2 separate regions of the Sus scrofa genome follow, and region 1 is linked to region 2. The links are chromatin contacts, called in public promoter capture Hi-C maps. All regions are on one chromosome and are shown on one strand. Each heading gives the region's core, a stretch centred on a gene start, on an enhancer-like site or on the middle of the called end of the contact. The rest is flanking DNA. Distances are from core to core; before and after follow the strand shown. Region 1 holds the start of SLC34A1 (solute carrier family 34 member 1). Region 2 holds the start of DBN1 (drebrin).

Region 1 (7,699 bases), core at 3,371-5,870, 83 kb before region 2:
TGAGGAAATTCAGTGTCTGTCAGCCTGTCCCACTCACATAGCCAATGTTCCCACCTCCCGCTCCTTCTCATCGCCTTGAAAGCCCCCGGCCTCCTCCAGCACTGTCCTGACTCCGGTCTCCCAGGTCATTAAATCCGCTCTGTTCTCACATTTCCTGACACCTCAGCAGCATTTGGTCATGCTGACCAGGGTGTGTATTTCAAAACATGGGCAACACTGGCTTCTGGGTCATCTGCTTTTCCTCCCGCTCCCTGCTGCACCTCTGGCTTTCCCTTGAGGGCCCCTCTTCCTCTGCCCTCCCTCACATGTAAGTGCACCTCTGGGCTCGGCCAAGGCAACCAAGTCACAATGGGCCCCAAGGCTGTGACAGGATGCTGGTGTTCAGGCTAGGAGGGACAGGTGGGTTTTTTTGGTTGTTTTTTTGTTTGTTTGTTTTTGTTTTTTTGCTTTTTAGGGCCTCACCTGCGGCAAATGTAAGTTCCCAGGCTAGGGGTCGAATCGGAGCTACAGCTGCTGGCCTACCCCACAGCCACAGCAACTCAGGATCCTTAACCCATTGAGCAAGGCCAGGGATCGAACCCTCATCCTCATGGATACTAGTCAGGTTCGTTACTGCTGAGCCACAACTGGAATTTTTTTTTTTTTTTTTTTTTTTTTTAGGGGCAGGTTTTAAAGGGGAGAGGGGTGACAGGATGAGATTGGTGCTTTGAACAGCTAGCTGGCTGCATTTTTGGAGATTGGATTGGGGGAAGCAAGGACAGAAAAGCTATGGCCCTAACCCAGGTGAGAGGTGATGCCTGGACTAGAGAGATGGAGAAGGGATTAGGGAGCACCTGAAAAAGGAGAGTTGGGAGAATTGGGGGATGGATTTGAGATCAGGAGGTGGAGGAGAAGCACATTTCAAAGATGCCTGCTCAGGGAGTTCCCATTGTGGAGCAGCGGAAACAAATCCGACTAGGAACCATGAGGTTGAGGGTTTGATCCCTGGCCTTGCTCAGCGGGTTAAGGATCCGGCGTTGCTGTGAGCTGTGGTGTAGGTCGCAGACGCAGCTCAGATCTGGTGTTGCTGTGGCTCTGGCCTAGGCTGGCGGCTACAGCTGCCATTAGACCCCTAGCCTGGGAACCTCCATATGCCGCTGGTGCGGCCCTAAAAGGACAAAAGACAAAAGACCAAAAAAAAAAAAAAAATGCCTTCTCAGTGTCTGGCTTTGTGTCTGGATCACAAGCTGCTCACTGAGGTTGGAACCAGCAGGAGGCCCCATTCTGGGGAAGGAGCTCGTCGTGTGCTTCAGACCCACAGCTCCAACTGCTCACGCCAGAGGCACCTCAGGCACAGCGGCACAGTTCAGTACAGACAGATCTTGGCATCTTTCCTCCAAAACTGCTTCTCCTCCTGGCTGCCTTTTCTCAGTGTGAGACCTCACCACCAACCTCCCCCACATCCATGCATACGCTCCAGGCTCCTGGCCCAGAGGCCAGGGGGAGGCGGTGGCCAAAGTGCAGGTGAGCAGACAGGGCAGGAGTCACCACTCAGGGAGACACCCAGAGGCTGTCGCGGATGCGGAGGAGGCAGGCGGTGAGCAGGCCTGGGCTGAGAGAATCAGAGGGGCGGAGCCGCCTGGGGATGGAGAGCCACCATCTCCAAGGCTGTCAGGAGTCCCCCAAGGCAACCGTGGTCAGTTCCCAAGTTTTCCACGTTTTTTGCTAGGGCAGTGGCCACCCCACTTGCCACCAAATATCCTCGGAAGTGGTGGGTGTCCACAGCATTTTGCAGTTATATCTTGCGATGCATTTGACTGAAAAATGCCTATCCCGCTAAACCCTGTACTCCATGAGGGCAAGGAAGGCAGGTTTCAAAACTGTCAAAGATCTGAATCTTCTTAAAAAGGAGTTGTTGGAGTTCCCGTTGTGGCTCGGCGGAAACGAATCTGGCGAGTATCCATGAGGATGCAGGTTCTATCCCTGACCTCACTCAGTGGGTTAAGGATCCAGTGTTGCCCTGAGCTGTGAGGTAGTTTGAAGATGCGGCTTGGATCCCGCGTTGCTGTGGCTGTGACATAGGCTGGCAGCTACAGCTCCAATTGGACCCCTAGCTGGGGACCTTCCATATGCCACAGGTGCAGCCCTGAAAGGAAAAAAATAAAAATAAAAAATAAAATAAAATAAAGATGGCAACTCATTTTTAAAAAAGGAGGTGTCATTGTTCTAAACATCACAGCAATGTTTCTCAGAAGCAGGATTGTTTTTATTTTCCTTTTTGCTATGAATGGAGACCTTTCTCGTAAGCACCAAGTGGCTGATTCCCTGCCTTCACTCCCCAGAATCTCCCAGAACAGACGTAAGACCACATGGCTTTATTGTCCAAACCAGGGCACTTTGCAGAGTGAAAGGGAACCCTGAATCAACAGTCATAAATGCAGACTTGGCCGGGCAAGCCAGGACTTATGGTCACTCCACCCCAACCCAATCCCAGCTGTACCTCTGCCCCTCCCTCCTCCTCCCCACCCCTCTCCCCTGTGGGTTCTGTGGCCTAAACTGCTATGACCACAATGTGGTGGCACTGGGATCAAAACCCAGGCTGACCTCTCCTCTGCTTTTAGCCACTTTGACAAAGAGTCAATTGTGAGCTCTATGAGGTAGATAACTCCCCAAAGTTCTGTAAATTAAGCACTCATATTTAAGGTGGAACTATTCAAAAATGTCCATCCTCTTTGATGGAGAAGGCTGGGTCTGAGTGACCCTAAAATGTGTAAGATGTTGCAAAGGGCCATAGCTCAGGGGGTCCTGAGGGATCAAAGGGTGGCTGGTGAACCAGGAGGAGTTGTTGACCCACCACTCCTGAATCTGATAAAATATGTATTATTTTGGCAGCATGTGGAATTTCCCAGGCCAGGGACCAAACTCCCGCCACAGCAGTGACCAGAGCCACAGCAATGATAATGCTGGCCCTTAACCCATTGAGCCATCAGGGAACTCTCCCTACTTTTTTTTTAAGTTTTTTATGCTTTTGATTTTTTTTTATCTGATAAAATCGTGTTTGTGTGTGTGTGTGTGTGTGTGTGTGTGTGTGTATCTTTTCTAGAGCCATACCTGAGGCATATGGAGATTTCCAGGCTAGGGGTCTAACTGGGGCTGTAGCTGCCAGCCTACACCACAAGCCACAGCAACTTGGGATCTGGGCTGCATCTGCAACCTACACCACAGGTCATGGCAACACCAGATCCTTGACCCACTGAGGGAGGCCAGGGATCAAACCCGCCACCTCATGGTTCCTAGTCGGATTCGTTAACTGCTGAGCTACAATGGGAACTCCTGATCTGATAAAATCTTAATCCCTTAGAAGGGGCACCCCCTTCTCATCTCTCTGTGATCATAAGCCCAAACTCAGGCTCCAAGGTCCCAAGAAAGAGAAAAAAGTCTCCTTAACCCTCCTGTCTGGGTTTCAGGAATTCTGCAACAGACCTGTGTCATCATTGGCTTCCTGATCCAGAAACCCAATCATTACATACTTCCTCTTGCTCGCACCCTCCCCTGGCTTCGCTCAGTGGGTTAAGGATCCAGTGTTGCCACAAGCTGCAGCGTAGGTCACAGAGGCAGCTCGGATCTGGTGTTGTTGTGGATGTGGTATAGGCTGGCAGCTGCAGCTCTGATTCAACCCCTAGATGGGGAACTTCCATTTGCCTCGGGTGTGGCCCTAAAAAGGAAAAAGAAAAAAGATACACCAAGTATCCCTAGGATGCATTCTCTCCTCTCCATCCCTCTTCTTTCCACTTTGATTCAGACCTCATCATCTGTCACCTGGACCATCACATCAGCAATCTCTCCTTCCAGACTCACACCTCCCACCCCCTGCCTTTTTATCGGTTATGCCCGAAGTATGTGGAAGTTCCAGGGCCAGGGAATTCTCACCATAGCAGTGACTTGAGCCACTACAGTGACAACACCAGATCCTTAACCTGCTGTGCCACCCTGGACTTGCTCCCTTTGACACATACCACGCCACCCCACCCCCAACCCCAAGACCATTCTAAAGTGCAGACCAGGCCCTGCCCTATCTGGCCAGAGGCTTCACATTCTCCAGGCTCACATCCTGGATCTGTGGTCATGGACGTCCCACAGTTCAGCACAAATAGCCTCTCTGGGTGTGTCTTCTGTTGCTTCCTCCCTCACATTCTCCCTCTTTTCCAAATGCCACTCAAGTCACACAGACAAACCCAGAGACACCCTGATGGAAGGCAAGGCTCAAGGGTGTTTGGGCCATTCCCTGGGGAGCACTGTCAGGCCAAGAATAAGGAAAACGGGCCAGAGCCATGAAATCTCAGGGGACCCTCGGAACAAGGCACCTGAGTGATATTAGGGTCTCTGCCTGGGGGTGTGGGATGCCTCAGTGCTCTCCTTGCTGAATCTGGATCATGGTTCAGGCTGAGTATCTGTGCGGGGGAGGAGAGAGCCTGACCACAGACTCCCCCTTGCAGAGCAGACGATTAGCAATTAACTGGGAGGAATCTAGGGGGTTAGGTTAATCGGGGGAACAGAGGGAGAGCAGCTAGGGTTCTAGGGACTTTGCCCTTGACCCGAGGGTATAAAGGGGAGGGTCCCAGGTTCCCTCCTGGTCCCTCCCAGCCCTTCCTAGGGCTTCCCTGAGCAGCTGAACAGGAGCTGAAACACAGAACACCAAGGTGAGTCCAGGGTCCCCACATCCTAAACCCATCCCCAACACTTAGGTGGAAACAAGCCCCTCACCTCTGTCCTCACCATGCCTCCGTCCCTGTCCCCTACCACATCTTAGTCCCATCCAAGCCTGGCTCACTCCCCCAGAGTGAAAAGGACTCATGCTCTTCCAGGGCCCGGCATTCAGCTCTGCATACCTGCCCCCAATCCTAATAGCCAGGACCCTTGGAATAATGTTGGGGTGGAGGGAGGAGGTCCTGAAGCAGACTGGGGCACTCCCACCTCAATAGCAGAGAACTCCTGGGGCAGTTCAGGAGGGCCTAAGGCAAGCCGAGGTCTTCCCAGACTTGGGGACAGGGTGAGGGTTCTGCTTAATTAAACCAGTCCTGGTCTGAGCCTCATTCATGGCAAAAAGATCACCAACATTTTTTTATTGCTTGGGGGTGGGAATGGATGGGGAAAGCACTTCACTTGTGAGGGTGAATCTCTTGGCCCCAGGAAGCACTCTGGTGGCACCTGTATCTGTCATTAGGACACTTGTTCCCATTGTCATGTTCCATCTATCTGAGAGCTTATTTCATTGACATGTGTCTCCCCACTAGACACTGAGCTTCATGGGGGCAGAGCTGCATCTGTATTAGCCAGCTGTACCCTGGCGTTGAGCTCAGTGCCTGAGATAGAGTAAATAAATACTTGCTGAATGAATGAATGAACGAACGAATGACTGAATGAACGAATCCCCAAATGTGTGACAACCACCTGAGTGTGCTTTTCTGGGTGTGTATTTGGGATCACACACCATGGGTGTTTGTGCACATGAGTGAATGGGTGTGTGGATGTGGGGGGGAATGGCTGTGTGTGTGTGTTTCTGTGACACAGCAGTTGTCATTCAGTTTGGGCCCCCTGATGTGCAGGGCCCACAGAGTGTACCCAGGATGATGTCCTACGGAGAGAGGCTGGGGGGCCCGGCTATCTCCCCGCTCCCAGTCCGCGGGGGGCACATGATGCGTGGGGCGACCTTTGCCTACGTGCCCAGCCCGCAGGGTGAGTGCTATTCCTACTCTGAGTCCCTGCCTGCCCTTGATTGGTCGCCCACATCCCGGGTGAGGCCTCCTCTCTCCCCCCCACCCCCCCTCCCCCCTCCTCCGAAGTGACACGGGGCCTCAGGAAGTTCGTGACCGGCCTCCCTCCCCAGTCCTGCACAGGATCCCAGGGACCTCAGCCTATGCCTTCCCCAGCCTGGGCCCTGTGGCCCTCACCGAGCACGGCTGCTCCTATGGGGAGGTTCTGGAGCGCCATGACCCGCTGCCCTCCAAGCTGGCCCTGGAGGAGGAACAGAAGCCAGGTGGGCCTGGGTGAGGGGGGAAGGTGGGCCGCCAGTCACTGACTCAGACTTTGGCCACTGTGCTCACTGCTGGCCTGTCTCCAGAGCCAGGGTTGGCCCAGAAGCTGCGCCAGGCTGGCTCAATGCTCCTCAAGGTGCCGCTGATGCTTGCCTTCCTCTACCTCTTTGTCTGCTCCCTGGACGTGCTCAGCTCAGCCTTCCAGCTGGCTGGAGGTAGGGTGGTGGTGGGGGGACCAGGGAAGGGATCTGAAGAGTCTCGGAAAATGCTGCCTCATGTTCCCCAGGAAAGGTGGCTGGCGACATCTTCAAGGACAACGCCATCCTGTCCAACCCAGTAGCAGGGCTGGTGGTGGGGATCCTAGTGACCGTGCTGGTGCAGAGCTCCAGCACCTCCACATCCATCATTGTCAGCATGGTCTCCTCTGGCTGTGAGTTGGCCCACCAGGGCCAGGGAAAGAGGGAGGGGGCTGGGATGGGAAGGGCAGGAGTGGGAACAGGGGGCCAAAGGGCAATGGGCAGCTCTGGCATCTTGCACTCCATCCTCCAAAGCATGGCCTGGAATCTCAGCCAGGAGGAGATATCCCAGGAGCTGGGAAGAATGGCTGATTAGGAACAGAGCCTCAGGAGGGCACACTTTCATGTCACCACACAGTAGCTCATTCCATCCATCAGGGGAACAGAACCAGAGAAACCAAAGCTGCAGGAAGCACATACAGATCTATGACTTATTGCAAGAAATTGGCTTACTTGATTGTGAGGCTGGCTGGGCAAGTCTAAAATCTGTAGTGCAGGTTGTCAGCAAGGGCAAGCTGAGACTCCTGGGCAGAAACTGCTGTTTCAGTGCACAGCTGGAACTTTTTCTTGCCTAAGGAAGCCTCAGTTTTACTCTGAAGGCCTTTAGTCTTATTGGATGAGGCCCACCCAGATTACTGAGGTTGATCTCCTTCCCTAAAGTCAATCAACAGTTGAGGCAAATCACATGTGCACAATTCCTTCCCAGCAACATCTAGATTCGTGTTGGATTGAATTACTGGGCACTAGCTAAGCTGACACATGAGCACACACAAGCACATTTGCATATTATTTGCATATACGACCCATGCCCTCGTGGACACATACCCACGCACACGTTTACACATATGCAGGTGCAGTGTATGTATACTGGCTCACAAGCATGCACACACATAAACACACAGCCGCAGAGGCCAAGGCTGGGCAGAGTCATGGGCCTGGATGTGGGTAGGGGTTCTGGCAGGAGGGGTGGGGCAGGAGGTGGGTAGTCCCTGAACAGTTAGCTAGGAGGCACGCTCTTCTATCAGTGCTGGAGGTGAGCTCTGCCATCCCCATCATCATGGGCTCCAACATCGGCACCTCGGTCACCAACACCATCGTGGCCCTGATGCAGGCGGGGGACAGGACTGACTTCCGGCGGTAAGAGGGTAGAGCGGTGAGGGGCCTGTCCTTGTAGGAGGAGGGTGGTCCCACAGGCCAGGAGCCCCCAGGCTGAGCACATCCTGGCTCTGAGCCTATCCTGCAACACGGCCTCCCTGCCCAGGGCCTTCGCGGGGGCCACCGTGCACGACTGTTTTAACTGGCTCTCAGTTGTGGTCCTGCTGCCCCTGGAAGCTGCCACCGGGTACCTGCACTACGTCACTCGACTTGTGGTAGCCTCCTTCAACATCC
Region 2 (7,179 bases), core at 3,286-5,785:
GGTTCCTTGGTTACCGTTCCTTGGCTACAGCTCCTCATCCCCCATTGGCCGTTGCCAGGAACCTACCTGGCGCGTGCCTCAGTACCCATCGCCCCTCCCCCCACAGTGGGGGGCGGGGAGAGAGAACCTGGTGCTGCAAAGCTCTGGGCATCCCCTGGTAACCATGGCAACCCAGCAATTGGCACTTGACTGGCCCACCCCAGCTGCATTCACCAGAACACAAAGGACCCTGGGGACACGCCCTCAGCCTCAATCTCTGCCTCTCTGAAATGGGGATGAGGTCACCATGGTCACTCTGGCCTGGACTCTGGCCCCTGGGGGGCTGTGCTCTCCTGGCCTTCCAGCCCTAGGCCGCCTCCACCCTGGCTAAGGCTCTGGCCTCCTGGGACCGATAGTCTTTCCTTCCCTCTCAGCTGACCTAGCAGCCTTCCTCCTTCCTCCTCCTCCCTAGCTTCTTCTCCACAGGCCACAGGGACACAGCATCCATTACACAGAAGGGAAGACAGCGACACCTCCTCCCCAGGACCCACTTGGGGGACAGGCTTGAGGCAGGAAGAAAGGCCAAGTTTCAGGGCTGCAGAAGGCTCAGCCCCTCCCCCAAGCTCCCCTCTCCCTACTGCAGAGGCGGGGGGGCTAGGAGAGGAGGCAGGAGCACTGGAGAGATGCAGATGGAAAAGACGGTGAGTGACAGGGACAGGAGGCAGAAAGAGAAGGCAAGACAAGGACGGAAGTGAAGGGATGAAGAGAAAATGCAGGAGCGGGGAGAGAGGAAGACAAGGGGGAGGGAAGGAAAGCGGGAGGAGACAGAGGGAGGGAGGAGGGAGGAAAGGAAAGAGGAAGGAGGGAGGAAGGAGGGCCTGTATCAGGCCCAGCCCCATGAGGTCAGCACAAGTCACTGCGGGAGACAAATGGCCCCCCAGACTCCTCCTTTTCAGGATCCCTCCCTCTTAAAAGGGACACAGGTGGGCTGTGGGGCCGGGAGCTCCTGCTCCAACTGTTGCCCAAGCTCCAGCCCTGGCAGCTGCTTCTCAACACAGCTGTCCCACCACCTGTCCAGCCACCCTCACCCACCACGCAGAACAAAGGGCCCTCAGAGAAGCAGGGTCTGCCCCTCTCCATCCCAGAGATGAGAAACTGAGGCAGAGCTCCAAGATTCTGGGTCCCAGACACTGTCTGGCCGTCACACCTCCCTGGGGTGACTTGTCAGCCTCTCCCAGGCTCTCCAAGGAACCCTGGCTCCTCCCAGGAACACCTGTCCTGCCCCTTCCATTCTTTACTCCCAGCCACTCTTCCCTCCTGCAGCTTTGGCCTTCACCTGGTAAAAACCACAGCTAAGTTCAAAGACTTCAGCAGGACTTCGATGCTGAGCTCCGCCCCACCTGCCTTTCTAGCCAGACTTCTGTATCCACAACAGACATTTGGGTCACACTGGATGGCTCCCTGATTCCCAGCACAGTTCTGGCTCTTTCCCAACCTGGAGCCTTTGCATATGTGGTTCCCTTCACAGGAAGGCCAGACCTGCTTCTCCACCCCATGCCCTCAGGGCCCCAATGCCAGCTCCCCAGGAAGCCCTGCTCTGAGCCACAGCCCCCTAGAGCACTTGCCACACCCCAGCAGAGATGGGAAGAGATCCTGAACCTGCCCCGGATCTCCCTAGACCAGTGCTTCTCAAACTCACTAGAGGTGGCCTAAGCCTTGGGTGGGCGGGAGTTGGTGAAACTGCAAGGAATCAGAATGGGGGAGCCCAGGAATCTACATGTCTCACCATCTCCAACCCCCAGAGACAGACACTGCCCTAGACCGTGAGCTTCGTGGAGGTCTCAGTCTCTCAACACAGAGCACAGAGCAATACCAGCAGGTGTTTGCAATAGTGACACAAACTCTGAGAAACCATCTGGGCCAAATTGGACTGGGGTGAGGTGGGAGCTGGAATGTAGTAGCCCCAGGGAGATCCTGGGGGTCAGCTGAGGATGGGGGGGGCTCTGGGCAGGTGGATTCCTCAGGACAATTGCACTCAGGATGTCAGAACTGGAAGGGCCTTGGGTATCCCAGATATGGCTGCACCCAACCCCCTTTTCAGGAGGACCAGAGAGGAGCAGAGAGCTGTGTGTGGTCATGCAGTGAGTAGGGTCACATCCAGGATACTAGTTCTTCTCACTACACAACCTGACTTCCTGGAGCCCCTGCTCCCAGCACCAGGGCAATGTTCCATTTCTGAGGCCATGGCATCTATGAGCCATCTATCCCTTCAGAGGCAAAGGAAGGGAGGGCAGGGCCAAGCCGCCTCTGTCCAGAGAGCAATTTTACCCCAGATGCCCTCCTCCAGCCTGAGTACAGGGTCTGCCCCTGAGTCTTGAGACCCCACTGTATCCCTGGCTCTGTGCTGGGGGCACTAGTGCCCTATTCTGCAGGATGATCCTCACATCTTTTCTACCAAATGTTTATCTGGGCCCTTGGGAGTGAGCAAATGTGTGTATGTGCGAGGGTGCATGTGTACATCTGTGTGTGTCCCACACACAACCCAGATTGGGGGGGGGTGACGCACGCGAGTGATGAATAATTGGCTTTGGCCACATGGATGCTGCTGTGGGGTGGGAGCCCAAGACTCTGCTGAGCAGGATGTGGGCCAGGAGTGGTTGTGGGAGCTCTGATTTGGGGAGGGTTGGGGGAAATTGGGTGGTGGCAGGCAGCCCCCCAAGACTGGAGAGGAGGGCCTTCTGAAGTGAGCTTGAGAGAGGCACAGCCCATATCCCAAGGCCAGCTCCTCCACCAGGCCAAGCCGGCCACTTGCCCTGAACTCCTCCCATGATCTCAGTCTCCCTGGGGCAGCGCTGGGACAACGGGTGGGCTGCCTGCCCACTTAGCCTGTGCTGGCCTCTTCTGTGACTGACCCGCAGGACACGAGAGCTTGCTTGTCTCTCGAGTCCATCCCTCCGGGCCTGGCCTCCCGCCAGTGCTGCAGTAGCGTGGCATGGACGCCTGGCCATCTTGTCCCCTCCTCCAGCCCCCAGGTCAATGTCCCTACCCTACTGCCCTCTCAGCATGAGGGTGGGGCCAGCCCAAGTGAGGTCCATGAGACCTGCCTTCACTCTGTGACTCAGTTTCCTGCCTGCCATGGGAAGAAGCCTAGGGAACAGAATGGGCACCTTCCCCAGGAGAAGAGTATTTTGGGGGGCTGATGATTTCTGAATGGGGCAATGAGGAACCCTTCGGCTTTCCTGCCACACTGAGGACTCCATCCCCTGAGCAGGTGGTCTATCCCCTCCCATAGCCCAGTGGGAGACAACAGCTGGCACGAGGGGGAGAAGGCAGGCCAGCTCCTCCCCCAGCAGGAAGCTGAGAGCCCCTTGCCACTGGGCCACTGGGTTATGGCTCAGTGGATCTACTCACCCCCTCATCCTTCTCCAGGAACTCCCTCCACATTAGTGCCCCTGGGGTCTTCCTCGCGGGAACCCCACCTGGTTCCCTAGGCAGGCAGTTCAGTCCCTTTGGCATGTCCCAACCCAGCCGCCTGGTCCCTGCAATCCCCATCGGGCTGTGGATCCCTGCCTCCTCGACCCCTGAGGGAACAGGAGTCACTTGGCGGTGGCTATGTGGCAATGAACGTCTTTCCATCACACCCCAACTCTGAGAGGCCCCCCGGTGGGCGGGGCGCCCCGGCCCCCAGCCCGCTCTGCTCCTCCCCCCGCCCTGGCTTTCCTTTGTGCTCTGGCCGGGCCGGGCTGGGCCGGGCAGACTGCACTCGCTCTCATAGCTGGTCCCCGCCCCGTCCCTGCCCGGTCCTTGCCCGCTCGAAGGTGGCGAAGGTGCCCTTGGCCGCCCGGTGCACACCTGTCCCCCGGGTCCGGGGCGGAGGGAAGGGGGCGGGGGATGGCCTCCCGAAGGGCCAGGAGGCCCCGGGCCACACATCTGGACCCTGCGTCTCCCCAGCTCGCGTCCGGCCACCGCTCCCAACGCGCGACTGGGGCCGCCTCCGGGCGCTCGGGGCCGCCGGTGCCCCGCCTGGCCCGCCCGGCCCCTCCCCCGGCGCGCACAAAGGCAGCCCCTCCCCAGCCCTCCCGGGCCGCTGCACCATTTCGGGGTCTCCCCCTCCCTCCCGGCTGCTGGGCGGCGGGGCCGGGTGGAAACAAAGGCGCGGCGGCGGCGGCAGCGCGGGGACAAAGGGGCTGGGGGGCGGGGGCGGGGGGCTCACCAGTCGGCCGAGCTCTCCTCCCGAATCACCTCCTCGTAAGCCGCCAGCAGCTCCAGGCGGTGGCCGCTGAAGCTGACGCCGGCCATGCTGCGGGCCGGACCGAAGCCGAACGGACAGACGCACGGACGGACGGACGGACGGAGAAGGAGGGAGGGAAAGAGGGAGTCGCCGCGCCGCCGCTGCCGCCTCAGAGCCTCTGCAGCGTTGCGAGCTGAGCGAGCCAGCGGCCGGGGGAGGGGAGCCGGCCGGCGGGGGGCGGGGGGCGCTGGCTCCGCCCGGCTCGCTCCCTCCGCGCGCTCGGTCCTAGCGCCGCCCCGGCCCAGCCCAGGGGGAGGCCCGCCCCCCCTTCCCGGCCTGCCTCGGGCGCCCCCACGCCCCTCGCCCGCAGCCCCTGCGCGCCTCGCCCGGGCGGCTCTACCCCTCTGCGCCCGGGGGCTGTCCTTCCCACGTCCCAAACTCTCACCTAGGGTGTTTCCAGCCCGCCTGACGCCCTCACCCCTTTCCCCCAGACGCAAACGCAGCCCGTCCCCACCTCACCAACCCCTTATGCAGGCCCAGCTTCGGTCCCAAATCCACTCCATTCCAATCCGGCCCAGCCCCATTCCGTCCTTAATTGATCTCTACTCCAGCCTCGTCCCCACTCCTGGTCCATCCCAACCTCCCAGCCCTAACCCATTTCATCTGCAGCCCATCCCCACCTCTGAAAGGCCCGTTCCTAATCAATCCTCATCACTGTCCGCTGCCCTGTTCATCTCCACCCCAAATCCAGACCATTTCTTTCCCCTCCCAGCTTCAGCCCCACTCCCAACCCAGTGCTAGACACACACCCCTTACCCATTCATCAGACCCCATCCCTAGCCGCACCCTCCTCCGTCTAGCCTATGCTGTTCCCATTCTGATCCTGTCCCTAACCACATCTCTCCATCCTTACCTCCTAAACCATTCCCCAGCTGCAACCCAGTTTCTTACCTCAGCACTCCCAACCTCTACCCTTTCCTTGCCCCACCCTATGCTGTGCACCCCTCTCTTACCAGCCACCCCCTGAGCCCTCTCAGATGGGGCCAGCCCAGGAAATCCTTTGCCTTCCCTCCCAAGCCTCAGCCCTCCCAGAGGAATCCCAAGTTGGTTCGAGTTCCAGAAGTAGCATCTAACCCCAGATTCCCAGGGCAGGGCTCCTCCAAGGACACTCCAGGGCCAGCCTCCTGACACCTTTATTTCCCAAAGCTCTGAGCACAGGCAACACTGGGGCCTCAGAAGAGTCCTCTGCAGGGAAGTGGGACTGCCAGAGCCTCCTGGAGCATCTCCGCTCCCATCTGAGCTGAGACCCCGAAACCCTCTGCAGCTCTCAGAAGCCTTTACCATCAGCTACAAGGTCTTCCACCCCATCTTCTCAAAGGAGGTGACAGAACCTGAGAAAACTCCTGGTCCAATCTGGAAGGTGGTTGGGCTGGGTCTCTGAGTTCTTAGTTGGGTAACCAGCTGTACCAAGAGAAGGAGGGCATTGTGCATTGGTTTCCAGCAGTGGGTCACAGTGTTTGGGTGTAGGAAAAAGCTCTTAAGATACATCACAGGCCCCTCTGGAGAACTCTATGCACCCATTATGCCCATGGACCCCTGGCCCTGGCAGTTTCTTCGTGGCTCCCACTTGGAGCAGGTCACAGGCAGAGTCACTAAGATTCTGGGGAGAGAGGAGACCCCACAGTGGGGCTGAAGGGTACCTGGGAGAAGGATTTCAGGCCTCAGTCCTTTCCTGCTTCCTTTGACTTATCCCAGCTCAGAACACCTCTCCACCCAAAGCCCCCTCCCCAGCTCACTCAATTTCACATCCAAACAGCAGAAGCCCTACCTGCACGCTCTCCTTTCCTCAAATTCCTGCCTCCCCTAGCCACCTACAGACTCCAGCCACACCCACTCTTACCTCTTTGCCATCTATATTTTTAAATAAACTTTTAATTTTAGAACAGTTTGAAATTCACAGAAAAATTACAAAGATAGTGCAGAGAGTCCCCATATGCCCCATGCCCAGTTTTCTCTATTTTCAGGGCAGCAAGAAGGTTCCCTGCTGGCATTCCCCCAAAAGCCCACTCCTTCTGGTCTTCTTGCCCGTCACCCCTCCACATCCTCATTATCCCATAATTTGTCTATCTATAATCTGTCTTGACCTTCTTGCACTGGCCCTGGCACTGCTCTAGCCAAAGGCACCAGTGACCTCTACAGTGCCAAATTCATTGCCCCTGTTGTGGTCCTGGGTTTCGTCAACCGTTGGGAGCAGGGCAACCACCGATCACTTTCTCCTCTGCAACCCTGCCTCCCATCAACCGCCTGTTGCCCCTGAAACCCACATGCTCAGCCTTGGTGGTGGGTGCTGGGTGTGTCCTTGGAGGCCCTCCCAGGCTTTCATGTCTACCCAGCACTGATCACCCTTCAAGTCTCTCCCAACCCTAGATCTTGAGCCCCCCCTCCCACCCCAAAGAGGGAGGTTGGTCCAATGGCTTCTGGGTCCTCAGATTGGAAGAGCCAAGAGAGAGGGAGGATTCAGATCCAGAAGCTGGTCACTTGCTGTGTGACCTTGGGTAAAATGCTTTCCCTCTCCGAGTTTCCTCTTTGATAATATTGTGAGGGTGAAATGCAAGTGTGGATGAAGGCTTGGGAGTGAGAGAACCCCTTCCTCTTCCTTCTAGAAGCCCCAACCTCCTCCCTCCCACGCCCACCTTCCTGCTCTGTGTTCCTCTCAGGGAAGGCTTCAAGGATGACACATAGGTTTCAGGACTCTTTCAGCACCAGCTGCTGGAGTCTTCTCTGCCCTCACCCTGCCTCTGCAAGTTCCTAGCAAGCACACTTTCAAAAGGTACCCCCTCATCTTTACAGTGTTCATAGCACTTCCCAGGTCTTGCCCCTGGCACCAGGGAACTGGGGCAGGAAGGAGCCACTTTGACCACATTAGCCCTGCTCTCATCTTGCTACCCATGTGACCTTAGTCTGCTTGG

What was found. Promoter capture Hi-C pulls out the DNA fragments that hold promoters and counts their contacts.
Region 1: a contact with region 2 is called in a promoter capture Hi-C map of fetal liver, with 3 times the contacts expected there. The contact joins the promoter of SLC34A1 here to the promoter of DBN1 in region 2. A contact is called at or near these places in 2 of 5 promoter capture datasets (fetal liver and liver), 24 of 47 Hi-C or Micro-C datasets (alveolar macrophages, blood, brain and 12 more) and 1 of 2 datasets of contacts at active chromatin or transcription factors (skeletal muscle).

The regions. Positions count from the first base shown.
Region 1 is chr2:80,560,210-80,567,908 of Sscrofa11.1, reverse strand. SLC34A1 (solute carrier family 34 member 1) reads left to right here and starts at 4,620. Exons shown (of 13, transcript NM_001044623.1): 1 at 4,620-4,679; 2 at 5,586-5,715; 3 at 5,867-6,016; 4 at 6,101-6,229; 5 at 6,301-6,444; 6 at 7,336-7,447; 7 at 7,572-7,699. The coding sequence starts at 5,607.
Region 2 is chr2:80,477,959-80,485,137 of Sscrofa11.1, reverse strand. It overlaps DBN1 (drebrin), which reads right to left and starts at 4,535. Exons shown (of 14, transcript XM_021084369.1): 1 at 4,193-4,535. The coding sequence starts at 4,278.